2 separate regions of the Triticum aestivum genome follow, and region 2 is linked to region 1. Evidence: chromatin contacts called from public Hi-C data. All regions are on one chromosome and are shown on one strand. Each heading gives the region's core, a stretch centred on a gene start, on an enhancer-like site or on the middle of the called end of the contact. The rest is flanking DNA. Distances are from core to core; before and after follow the strand shown. Region 1 has its middle 18 kb from the start of LOC123092686. Region 2 holds the start of LOC123092689 (mitogen-activated protein kinase kinase kinase 1).

Evidence for each region. A called contact is a pair of places that touch in the nucleus more often than the background predicts.
Region 2: a contact with region 1 is called in a Hi-C map of leaf, with 7 times the contacts expected there. The contact joins the promoter of LOC123092689 here to the enhancer-like site in region 1. A contact is called at or near these places in 4 of 5 Hi-C or Micro-C datasets (leaf and an unstated tissue) and 1 of 1 datasets of contacts at active chromatin or transcription factors (leaf).

Annotation. Positions count from the first base shown.
Region 1 is chr4B:455,566,619-455,572,740 of IWGSC CS RefSeq v2.1, forward strand. No RefSeq gene overlaps it. Among protein-coding and RNA genes, the nearest start is that of LOC123092686, 18 kb to the left of the region's middle. Within about 2 kb of position 2,238, at least 7 of the 8 cell types and tissues checked have an H3K27ac peak or open chromatin away from gene starts, as enhancers often do. A contact at or near this core is called in leaf, where this site is marked.
Region 2 is chr4B:455,760,405-455,766,526 of IWGSC CS RefSeq v2.1, forward strand. It overlaps LOC123092689 (mitogen-activated protein kinase kinase kinase 1), which reads left to right and starts at 2,837. Exons shown (of 9, transcript XM_044514509.1): 1 at 2,837-4,135; 2 at 4,706-4,790; 3 at 4,921-4,983; 4 at 5,115-5,272; 5 at 5,532-5,607; 6 at 5,716-5,775. The coding sequence starts at 3,138.

The sequences.
Region 1 (6,122 bases), core at 988-3,487:
AGGTCGCTGGTAGATCAAAGACTTGATTGTATTTTTAGTTCTTTTATGAGGTCTTGAATGTAAAACTAGAGGGCTTGCTTGTAAGTTCCCTTTTCACTCGGGTCCTCTATCCAATGTTGTAACACTTTCTTTTTTGAGGAACACTTGTAACTTTATTCATGCTTGTAACAGTTACAGGTACATTGATTTGAATATAAGATTCAAAAAAAATACAAAGTAACAAAGTAACTCATATGATTAAGAAATCCAATGAAATCTTTTGGAAACATCTTTGTGGTATCAATCTATGCTATACGGAATCTCTTGGAAATGATGTTGTTGCTCTTTCACCCGCACAAACATTATCAATAATATTTTTTGAAAGCGCATTGAGTCGCCCATCCAAAAAGATGAGAAGCCTTGATCTACGAACCTATTGCTAGCTTTGGAACCTTGGGTTTGCCTTCTTTTTCAAAAAGATCCGGGTCTATTGTAAAAGTTCACTCGACTACAAAGCATCCTAAATATAATAAAAATTTACATTGGTCCCGTGGTTGGTAAACATAAGGGCATCTTCAATGCTAACCCGCAAATATGCTCTGGCATCTGTCCGCGGATAGGAGGGGACCAGTCTGCAGACACTGATGCGAGAGTCGGTCATCCAACGCTGCTTGCATACATTTCAACCACTGTTTGAACTAACCGGATGAAATTCATGCAAACACGGTGTATTTCATATTTCATATAAACCGGACGATATTCATTACATTTCGGACATACTTCAACTAAAAGCGGAGCTCGTCCGACTCTGGAGGTATAATTTCGCCTCCGTGGCCTCCATCTCCACCATATCTTGCCTATGTGCGGTTGCGCCACTCATCAGAGTGGTCATGCTTCAGCCGGAGGGGAAGAGTGGCTCATCCGCTTCCGTGAAGCCGAGGCGGGGGTCGACAATGTTCTGCGTTGAACCGAGCAAGACACCGGTTGTGTATGCCGGCGACGCGGTGGCATTGGCCATCGTGGGACCCAAGCGGCGACTGCCTCCCATGATCTACTTTTCATCGGTGTCGGCGGTGACCACGAACGTGCTGGGCGCCTCCACCTGCAAGGCGCGGTTACGCGCCAACGTTTGCGGCAGCTGGTACAACCTTTGGCGCGGGAAGAGTGTGACGACACGTCCGCATCCATGGCAGCCACCGTGCCCGTGCCACTGTGTGTGCCGGCGTGGAGCAACTGGCTACTCCTCTGCGAGCTGGTTGGAGCGGTGAGTTGTTACACTAGGGGCTAGCTTGGAGTGGCGGCTTGCTCCTCCGTTTGCCCGCCTGCAGCCTCGCCCATGGTACTGACGGCCTGGGGCGGCGAGGGAGCTGGAGTAGCAAGTTGCCTAGCTAGTATCAGACGGGCTCGGCGGGTCACGTAGTCGGCTTTTATGCCGGAGAACCCCTCTTCCTCCTCGCTGGATGTCGTGTAGATTGGCAAGAATATGGTGCAAAGAGGAGATGGGGAGCGAAGATGTGGTGCGGTTCTTGCCCAACATCTGGCCTCGTTTAAATAGCGGGCGGATGCGAGGAGCCAACAGGCGTTGTGTTTAATGCTGGACGACTCGCGGACGGACGTGTGTCCGGAGTAGATTTCTCGGCACACGCACAAGTTCAATGGAGGTAGACGGGGCAGTCTGAAGCCGGTTGAATGCGGCGAAGAGGTGTGTTCAGCCGAACGTGCAGTGGACGGTGCTCTAGACCGACGCGCCGCTTCAATGTCAGCGCCAGTGAGAGGTCATGTTCATTCTGTACCAGCATCAATGCGGAGTGGCCGCTCTCCGGCGACATGAATGCAGGCAACTGGCGATGCACGCGGTCAAAAGAGGGGATTTTATGGGTTAGGATGGTCAGACGCGGGCGTGGCAAGACACCCACAAAGCCTCGTAGTATGTCTGTATCGTCTAACGGACCAACCACGTTGAATAGCATAACACGTCCGGACTGCAACTGCATGAGTCCGGACGGGCCCTAAACTAACGCCTTCGTACAAGAACAACCCCTCATGTCCCACTCCCATCTCACGTCTTGGTCCCGTGGCGCATGGGCCTGCCTACCGTGCTTCGGTGCTGCCGCGTCGCACAGGTGCACGGTAGTCAGTTCTCAAAAAAAAAAAAAAAAGCTGCACGGTAGTCGGTACCATGCTATGCTATGCTCTTCCCATCCCATCCCATGGTCCCATGATGACTCATCCAACAAATCACAAATGAGCTGGATGGCACTCCTTCCCTTCCGTCCCGTACGGACACCCACCCAAGCGGGGCGGAGCGGCAAGTGGAGCACCGTCTTGTGTTGACAGCTCCACTTTGGAAATCTCCCGGGTCGCTTTCCACGAACTACTGGCGGCCTGCTCCTCCCTTCTCTTCAGCGCGTTCCTTCCTTCGGCCTAGCGTGGAACGGACACGTACTGTCTTCCAAATCGTGATGACGACGCGCCGAGGAGCCTTTCGGTCCGATCCGGCTCGATCGGCAGAACGAAGCAGAGCATCTGTTGATGCGTCCTCCGGTCCGGTCCTCCCCCGTGGCATGGCACATTTGCATGAGCTGCTGTGGTATACAACTAGTATTTTTTTTTTTGTATGCTCAGATTCGGAGAAACACATTTGTTACTATTTTCAAGAGATTTCATTTTGTCAAGAATGCCATACAGTGAATCCTCATCCTTCTCTGTTTCCTACTCTAGTTCCTAGCCCCGCCGCTATCTTGACCTCGCCGTGCGTGCGCGTGGCATTGTGTGCTAGTTTTTTCGTCCACCTTCTGTGCTCCCGCACCTCCGCTTGACATGTCTTGCGTTTCTCCATGCGACCTTGCCGCTAACTTGTGCTTTCGTTCGTCGATTTCCAGGTGGCTTCCCTTCAGCACTTGGCAGCATTCTTCTCTGAATGGCCATCTTCTATCCTCTGTGTGCGTGCGCTTTCCGGGCGTTTGTGTTTGCTCCATGTAATGCTCCTTCTTCACCATTTTATACAGTAATATGTTCTTGGGAACCATTCGTGTGCATTTTGCATCAAGAATCTTTGTTAGGTGGTCTACGGATCTGAATGTAATTTTTATTATTTCTGGTATTCGTTGTACTGCCATGATTGAAGATGAATAAATAAAAAAAAATTAAAAAAAATTATAATCCTACAAAGAAAAAAAACTAAGGATTAAACTTCTAGAAATTTCCCGCAAAACAACAAGAGGTCCTAATTAACTGCCCTAGCAGCCGAGAGACCAGGTAATGATCACCTTCCCGTGCTGATGGGCACGAACGACCAATTCAGGCCCCGAGACCAGCGGTCAACTGGTCTGTAAGACTGTAAGATTTCCTATGCCACGGTCAGGGACTTGTTAATCGAAAGGACGTGTCTTCAGCAGGAGGCTGGAAAATATTCTCTGCGGAGACGTGCAGGTGCGTGTAACGAGCTGGCAATAGATGCGACGACAGTAACCGCGAGAGTTTTGCCGTGCCAGTACGGCCAACTTGTTTGGTCTAGTGTGGGTAAAATCGTTTGACAGCAGCAGCGAGTCAGCAAGAGTATAAAACTGCACGTCGCGTCCGGGCAGATCGATGCCTGTCCATTGGATTGGATCATCGACTGCGTGCCAGAGACTCTCCAGATCGAGTCCTGCCGGTAAACGTCACCATTCTTTTTTTTAATTATTTTCTTTGACAGAAGGAGGGTCTGGAAAGACCTAGAATCTCGTGTTACATACCTAAAGTTATTAGGGGTAATTTGCTCTCGCATCCGTCCACATACAGAACCGGGCCGCGGACGCAGATGTCGGAGCCGGCCATCCAATGCTATCCGCATACATCCGGCTTTAATTATTTTTTTAAAAGTCCGCATGCTCAAATAGCCGCATATATAGCCTAGAAATAGTTCAAATGTTCGAATACAACATTAATCCTAATTTAAATAAGTTTAAATATTACACTCCAACATTGTTGTCCCTTTTACCATCCACATATGCTCAATCGGATCTTCGTTCAGTGACCCATGTTGGAGTCATGACCATTGACAATATAGTGGAAGAAGATTTTCCTTCAGTCAGCCTAACAAACAATGATGAACGCGGGGACAAGGATTTAGGGCACTCAAGTGCGGGGGCACACGGATTCTGTGTCGTTGATTTGCGCCAAGATTCACATATTTAGGGATGTATAGACTTATTACTATTTTTGTTTTTATCTATAATGTGTTGGTATATCATGGGGATATACATGTTTGTGTGCGGTCGTATACCTGTTCCGTGGGCTGCCTTACCAGTGAAAACGGGAAATAACAAACACTTGTAGAATAGATAAGGAAAACCGATTCACCTGTCCTAGTTTGGTACTCTTGTTGCTTCCTATTTGTTCTACTCTCTTGTTCATCAAAAAAGACTATCCACCTTCAACAATCATTTGAGTACGCTAAAGGAAAGAGTTCATCTCGTGTCCTCAGAAATTGAAGCCTTGAAGATAAGAAGCCCCACCCCCGCAACAGTATATTTAGTGCAAACGGGTACAGATTTAGCCGCAAAGCTTGATTTTCTTGTGTAGTCCTTCGTAGTGATCTTGTTTGTTCAAGAGTAAGCATTTAATGTGTGGTATAGTTGGTCATTCTGATATTTGATATTTGTCTTTATTGCGTCAGTGTTTGCGTTTGTCATTTGTTATCTTCGAACATCTGTTATGTCCGAAATATTGAGTATTTTTTATTTGAATTTGTTTGAACTGAAATCGTATGATGCGTCTAAAAACAGTGGGAACACATGCATGTGTATTAAATCTATTTTCGTAGGTTATAGACAATGAAACTGAATTTTATGAACTACAAAATCTATGTTTCTTCCGATGAAACTTAAACATTACGTAAATTTAAAGTCGTAGATCATTATTGTAATTGTTGGGAAACATGGTAGAAAACAAAAAAATCACACTATGATCATAATCCCAGGAACACAGTGAAGATGCATAGAAGTTTAGATCGCATCATTACCAATTTCGAGTTGGAGCGGAAGAAGAGTTTGTGTAGATCGTTCTTGAAGTCCCTCAAACCGTTCACGAACTATCCCTTGAACTTGATGAAGATCGTCGATGAAGTCCCTCGAACCGCTCACGAACAATCCCTTGAACATGATGAAGATCATTGATGAACTCCCTTGAACCGTTCATAGACGATCCCTTGAACTTGATGAAGATCGTCGAAGAAATCCCTTGAATTGTTCACAGACGATTCCTCGAACCGAAGACCGAAAGCATGACCTCTCTACAGATTGCAAGCGTACAGTCTTCACAATGCGGCAGCGCTTCATCGTATAGAACTAATTATTGATATGTCTCCAGCGTATCTATTTTTTTTATTGTTTCATGCTATTATATTATCAATCTTGTATGCTTTATATGCAATTTATATAATTTTGAAACTAACCTATTAAACCAGTGCCTAGTGTCAGTTGTTATTTTCTGCATGTTTTTGGCTTTACAGAAAATTCCTACCAAACGGAGTCCAAACACGACGAATTTTTTTGATGATTTTTTCTGGACCAGGAGGGACCCTAGAAGCTTCGGGGGAGGACCAGAAGCTACACGAGAAGACGTCAAGGCATCAGGGCGTGCCCTAGGGGGTGGGCGAGCCCTGTTGTCTTGTGGGCCCCTCGTGGCTCCGTTTGACCTAATTCCAGCGCTGTAGATCCCCAATATTCCAAATCCCTGGAGCGAGACCCGAAACATTTAATCCACTGCCGCAAGCCTCTGTTCTTCAGTGATCCCATCTGGAGGCCTCCGTCGGTAATCTGCCGGAGGGGGGATCGATCATGGAGTGCCTCTACATCAACCTTGCTGCCACTCAGATGATGCGTGAGTAGTTCCTCACCGGACCTATGGGTCCATAGCAGTAGCTAGATGGCTCTCTCCCTCTCTCTCTCTCTCTCTCTCTCTCTCTCTCTCTCTCTCTCTCTTTCTCTGATCTTCAATACAATGTTCTCTTCGGAGATCTATATGATGTGATGTTTTGCGGTGCGTTTGTTGAGATCCAATGAATTGTGGGTTTATGATCAGATTGTTCATTGAAAGTAAATGAATTATTTCTGGACTTTATTATGTATGATTATTTATAGCTTTTGTATTTCTCTCTG
Region 2 (6,122 bases), core at 1,587-4,086, 190 kb after region 1:
TGAAACTTTTGAAATTGAGCTTAACCTTATCTTCGTCAGAAGAAGGCAAACACAGGTCCACATCTTCAACAGGATCATCAGGTTGTTCTTGGACTGCTAAACCTTTACCTTTATCACAATCAACATTTCTGTCAAACAAGTCATCATCATCTTGCAGATCAATATCTGAATCAACAAGTTGTGGATTGAAATCTTCATCAGAATCATGAATTGCTGAAGATCTCATTGCTGAATCACCAATTCCATCTTCTGCATCCATGTTTAAAACCCTACAGGTTTTCCTTCTGCCCCTGAACTCAAATTGAAATATATGAACATATTCTCCTGGCTGAGGAGGCCCTGGTATGTACTCCTCTTCTTCTGACTCTTCCTCACTTTCTGCATCATACAACTGATCTTGCTCAGCCTGCTCCTCTTTCACTTGCTCAGCATTTTCCTCTTACACTTGGTCAGAATGATCCTCCTGCACTGGCTGTGACTGCTCCTCTTGCACTTGCTCCTCCTTAGGCCTTAGGCCACTGAATTTGGCCAAAGGAGGATCCTCATCATCAGAATAAACTGGAACAGGGGAAATATATGACCTCATGCTGTCATCATGATCAAGAAATATCTGCTGGAAATGGTTCCCATTCAGAACACAATCCTTCATGTTCTCTGTCATTGTGTTGTCCCCTAACTTAATTTCTCTTAAGCCATTCTTATAGACTGTCAGTCCAGGAACACACCAGTAAGCCCTTATCCTGCCCACAAACTCATACCCAATTTCCTCCACCAGACTGGCAACAACTATAGGTGTCCAATTATCTATATCACAGTTTTCATACCAAATGGAGTGGCCCTTGTGATAACCCCCATGCTTGCCTGCACATAGAAAATAGCCACCATGTATGACCTAAGCAGAGAAATGGTTGCTTAGGGGGCCTGCAAAACAAATGAAATGACAAAATCTAAAATTTTCAGACAGACAGTAATAACAGAGATGAAGACAATGCAACTGCACAATGCAACAACAGACAGTAATAACAGAGATGAAGAGACAATGCAACTGCACAATGACACAACCATGCTATTTGAGATCATCTGATCTAGGAAATTGACACAATGTAACTATACCAGTCTAACACAACTGTCAATGTTCAGACAAAAAAATGTTCAGTCAGTAATAACAAAACTGTCAATGTTCAGACAAAAAATGTTTAGCCACTTGAAGACATGACCCAACCATGCTATTTGAAAGCATCTTTACTACAAATATGCTCCGTGTAAGTGCACCAATCTAACCAAAATGTCAATTTTCATACAGGTTCAGAAATAGACAATGTAGACAAATGTATCAGATACAGGTTCAGAAATAGATAACTGAAAGTTCAGACATTTCCAGAACAAAATGATGGCATTCATGGCATATCAAGTAAACAAATGTATGATCTTTCATGTCCAAAAGCCCATTCCTTTGGTGGATCTGGCAAACACACAGTCATCTCATTAACAAAACAACATATGGTCGACGCATGTAACCTAATTTAAGCTAACATTGACGGCCAAAAAAACAGGGCATCCACTTTGCCTAACAATTCGAGCAATCAAAACCTTAATTACCTCTGTACAACCATATTTCATCTACAAATAACCTATCAAAAGGCCTAATGAAACCCTAATTTGCATCTGCCACTAACTTCACCATCCACAACTAAAACCCTACATGTGCACCCCTAAACCCGTGACAAAAAAAGATGGCCAAGAACCCTAAACCCTACCCCGTATGCGCAATTGAGTAGGGCGCGCACTCTTTCCCCCAGCTAAAACGGACAAATCGGGCAGAGAAGGTGCCGACGACGGCGACGTACCATACAGCGGCGGCTCGGCATGATCCTGACGACGAGAGGGAGCGAGAGGAACGTCACACAGGCCCCTACCAAACGGAGCAGACGGCGGCGACTCGGCGTCCGACGACGAGCTCATGGCAGGCGTCGCCACAGATCGCCACGCCCGGCGAGGGGAGGGGAGCACCTCGGCAGCGACGACGAACAGGGGAGGGGAGCAGAGCGACTCGGTCCGGTCGGGTCCGACCAGGTGGATGGATCGGTCCGACCAGGTGGCCGATGTTTTATTGCCAGGCGTTTTTGCAATAAACCCCCTCATATTCCCCCGAACCCCCCCGCCCAGGGCGTCTTCTGATGAGCTGGTGGTCAAAGCCCGCGTGGACTCGCCAGTCAACGGCCAAGTCAGCAGATACGTAGAGGAAATGATATTTTGAATCGTAGATGACCACCTGAGATAAGTTGTAGGACTGTATTTTGAGTATTTGCATGTACGAGGAGAAATGCGGCCAACGCGACAAGTGTGAGGACCTGTAGCGAATTTTTCTCTTACATAAACCTCAACCTCACGTGGGCGTGTTCGTGCCAGGGTCAACAGTGAACCAAAGAATGTGTATGGGTGTCATTTATGTTTTGGGTATTGTCATCGAGCCATTAGCCATGCACAAGAGCTTTTATACGTATTAATTAAGGAATGCTGCACTTTGCAGTGGCAGAGAGCCCGAAAGATACACGCGAGGGTCGTTCGATTTCGTGACACCAGACAATTCACTGTATGTTTCTTGGGACATGATGCTGCCTGTGTGATTTTATATCTCAAGCAAAGATAGTAGAAGTACGCTGGTTACCGTGTGCTGACTTGGCAAGAGGAGCAAGCAGGCACACACGGCAACCCGACGAAGGTTCAGCCCAGGGTCACACGTCCGCCCACACGCCAGCATCGCACCCATTCCATTCCAAAGTAACCGCCTTGCTCCCCGGCGACCAAAAGGCGCCTCCGCCAGCCGGCCAGACGGCGACTGCGGCGAAGCTCCGCGCCGCGAGTGCCGCCCCCACGGCCACCGGGCGCCACCACAAAGGCGAAAGGTGCGAGTCAATGCGACAACGCACTCGTCTCCCCTCCCACTCCCACCTCGCCCACCAAAAAAACCCAACCTCGCGGCCGAAAAAAATATCCGCACCTCGCCTTGCCGTCTCCTCTCCTGCGCCACTCCCAAAGCCTGCCAGAGAGCCCTCATCTCTTCCCCTCATCGCCTTTCCCCCCCTTCCTCCCGCCCGTCCCGGAGCGCCGCCGCACCCCATGAGCAGGCGCCGCTGATGGGCCGGCCGTCCCAGGACACCGCGACGTCCACCTCGCCGTCCGGCTCGTGCCGCTCGTCCAAGCGCGGCCCGCGGCTGGACCGCCGCAACGCGTCCAAGAACATCGGCTACGAGTACGACCCCGCCAAGCTCTTCTGCAGCTACCCGCCGTCCCCGTCGCGGGCCTCCTCGGCCTCGGCCTCCGCCGCGCCCTCGGTCGCCAGCTCCGTCGACCTCAGCAGCTTCCGCATCGGCGGCAGCGGCGATGGCGGCGGCGACGTCCAGCTCCTCTGCCGCAACCTCGGCCTCTCCGGCCCCGAGGACTTCGCCATCTCCCTCACCGACTGGGAGGCGCACAAGGCCTTCCGCTCCTCCGCCTCCTCCTCCGCCTCCAGCTCCCCTTCCGCGCGCTCGCAGCCCGACCGCCCCGTGCGGGAGTCCCCGCTCCGCCACGAGGCCGTCGAGGAGCCGACCTTGCCCGCGGACGCTGATTTCGAGCTCCCGGCCAAGGAAACTGCCAGGGACCCGCCGGTTGAGGCGCCAGTGCGGCCGGCATGGTTGGATCCGCCGGAGCCAGCCCGTCCGGATGTGAAGAAACCAGGCTGCGAGGGAGGGATTAAGGGTGTGCGCCCTCCGCCGGTGATGCTCAAGCCACCGCCGTCGATGGCGCTGCCGCCCGCCGCCCAGGTTGGTTCCACGTGGGATCTCCTGCTGTCTTTCGCGCCAGAGGAGCAAGGGCAACCACAGGCGATCAGATCTGTCCCCGACTTTGGAGACCCGGATGCCGAGGACGAGGATGCGGCGGAAGTGTTGACGTTGGAAGATCTCAGGCTGGGGGAGAGCTCCGAGGAATTCACAGGCACATCCTCGATATCCACGACAAACGACGATGAGACAACCGAGTCTATGTTCTACATCTCGCCCAACGGGAGGTTTAAGAGGAAGATCCGGTCGTGGAGTCGAGGCGTGCTCTTGGGGAGTGGCTCCTTTGGGACGGTCTATGAGGGGATCAGCGAGTAAGTTCTCTCAACTCTTCAGAGGAAAATTCATCGTTCCTTATATGCTGGCTGTTAACGTTATGCTTAAGATTAAGAGCTCAATTTGCTATGTTCGTTCTCAGATAACCTAGGCCTAGGGTATGTCCAGAAGCCTTGATCAACCCGAGTTGTGTAGAGTGATCCTCTGTTTGATTAGAAGCTCACTGGCCACAATTTTAACTCCTAAGAACTATTGCGTAGCAAAATACAGATGCCTAGCCTAGTAAATAGTAATTGAATCATCTTCAACATAATGCTTAGTTGTGGTCAACTAGAATTAGTTAGAGTCAGAGTGCTACCCAATTCCGAACCAAATTCACTAGAATAGAGGGGAATATGATCATTTGTTTTGCCAAAATATGCACTGCATCAGTTCCAGTTCTGAATTAGTATGTGGTATTCTTAATAAAATGGATATTCAGCTTCCGGACATGAAGGACTGCAGCATCTGTTGTTCCTTTATTAGTCTGCTCTTATGTTTTTCTGTCATAAGTCTCTACATGCCGTTCTACTTCTGCATCTTATGTTATAATGATTGATGCTTCACAGCGAGGGTGTCTTTTTTGCTGTCAAAGAAGTGTCCTTACATGATCAAGGGAGCAACGCACAGCAGTGTATTTTCCAACTTGAGCAGGTTGGTCTAGCTGGTTGTTTATATCCTTGATAAAATATCAGAAACCTTGTCTTTAACTACTCATTTCCCTCTATGTTCGATGGTGTATTCTGAAATTTGGCCTGTTATTAACTTTCATTCTACTTTTCAGGAAATTGCACTCTTGAGTCAGTTTGAACATGAGAATATAGTACACTATTTCGGAACTGACAAAGTAAGCTCCTGATCTTCCGTTTGTGCATCACTTTGTTCCATTGTTGAAGCAACGTTGTGCTCTATACTCGTAGATTTCTTTGTGCTTATTTCATTTGAGACTGATAATCATCATTTGTGTGACTGTTGCAGGAGGACTCGAAACTTTACATCTTCCTTGAACTAGTGACCCAAGGATCTCTTGTATCTTTGTATCAGAAGTACCGCCTACGAGATACTCATGTTTCGGCATACACAAGACAAATACTTAATGGATTGAATTACCTACATGAGAGGAATATTGTTCATAGGTAATATGATTACATCAGTTCATGTACCAATGATATTGGGTTTTTGGTTTACCATGGTGTAAGATTAGCTGTTTTTGTCTTGCCTTCTGAATAAATATCACCTGACCCAAATTGACAAGTCTTTAGGGCATTATGTAATGTTTTCGGAGATACTAAATGTGCCAACATACTGGTGCATGCGAATGTGGTATTCTTAATTGACAAGTCTTTAGGGCACCAAAATATTGCACTGCTTACAGTTTAGAATATCATCTTGCAGAGATATTAAATGTGCCAACATACTGGTGCATGCGAATGGATCCGTGAAGCTTGCGGACTTTGGACTTGCTAAGCAGGTCCGCTACTTTCTTGTAAAACCTGCATAATTTTGTGTTTGAACTTCGATTGTAGTTATCCATGCACTAACTTTGTGATTTAACGTTGCTTTATCAATTGTCTTTCAGACCTCCAAACTCAATGTGCTAAAATCATGCAAAGGAACTGTATATTGGATGGCACCTGAGGTATATCACCACACTCTTAAGATCAGATTAGCATAGTCTCGAATTCGCTTGTTTATTTTTACCCTTTTCCTTTAGTAATTCATTGAGAATAATTAATTAGCAAGTAGTAGTATAATCCTGAGGGAAAGGGGGGCTATGATAAATAGTATTAAGAGTTGTGTATGCACTGAAATACAGCTTGGACTTGCACACTACATCAGTTCAGTTTGCTTACTTTTCCGGACCTTTGAGTATCGTCATGGCTCACAACTAGTGACAACTATTAAATTTGTAGTTCACACTGTATGTTGACGCTTAGTGGAGTAATTACGTGAGTTACTAAGCGGTTAATTTAAGTTGGATTGGTT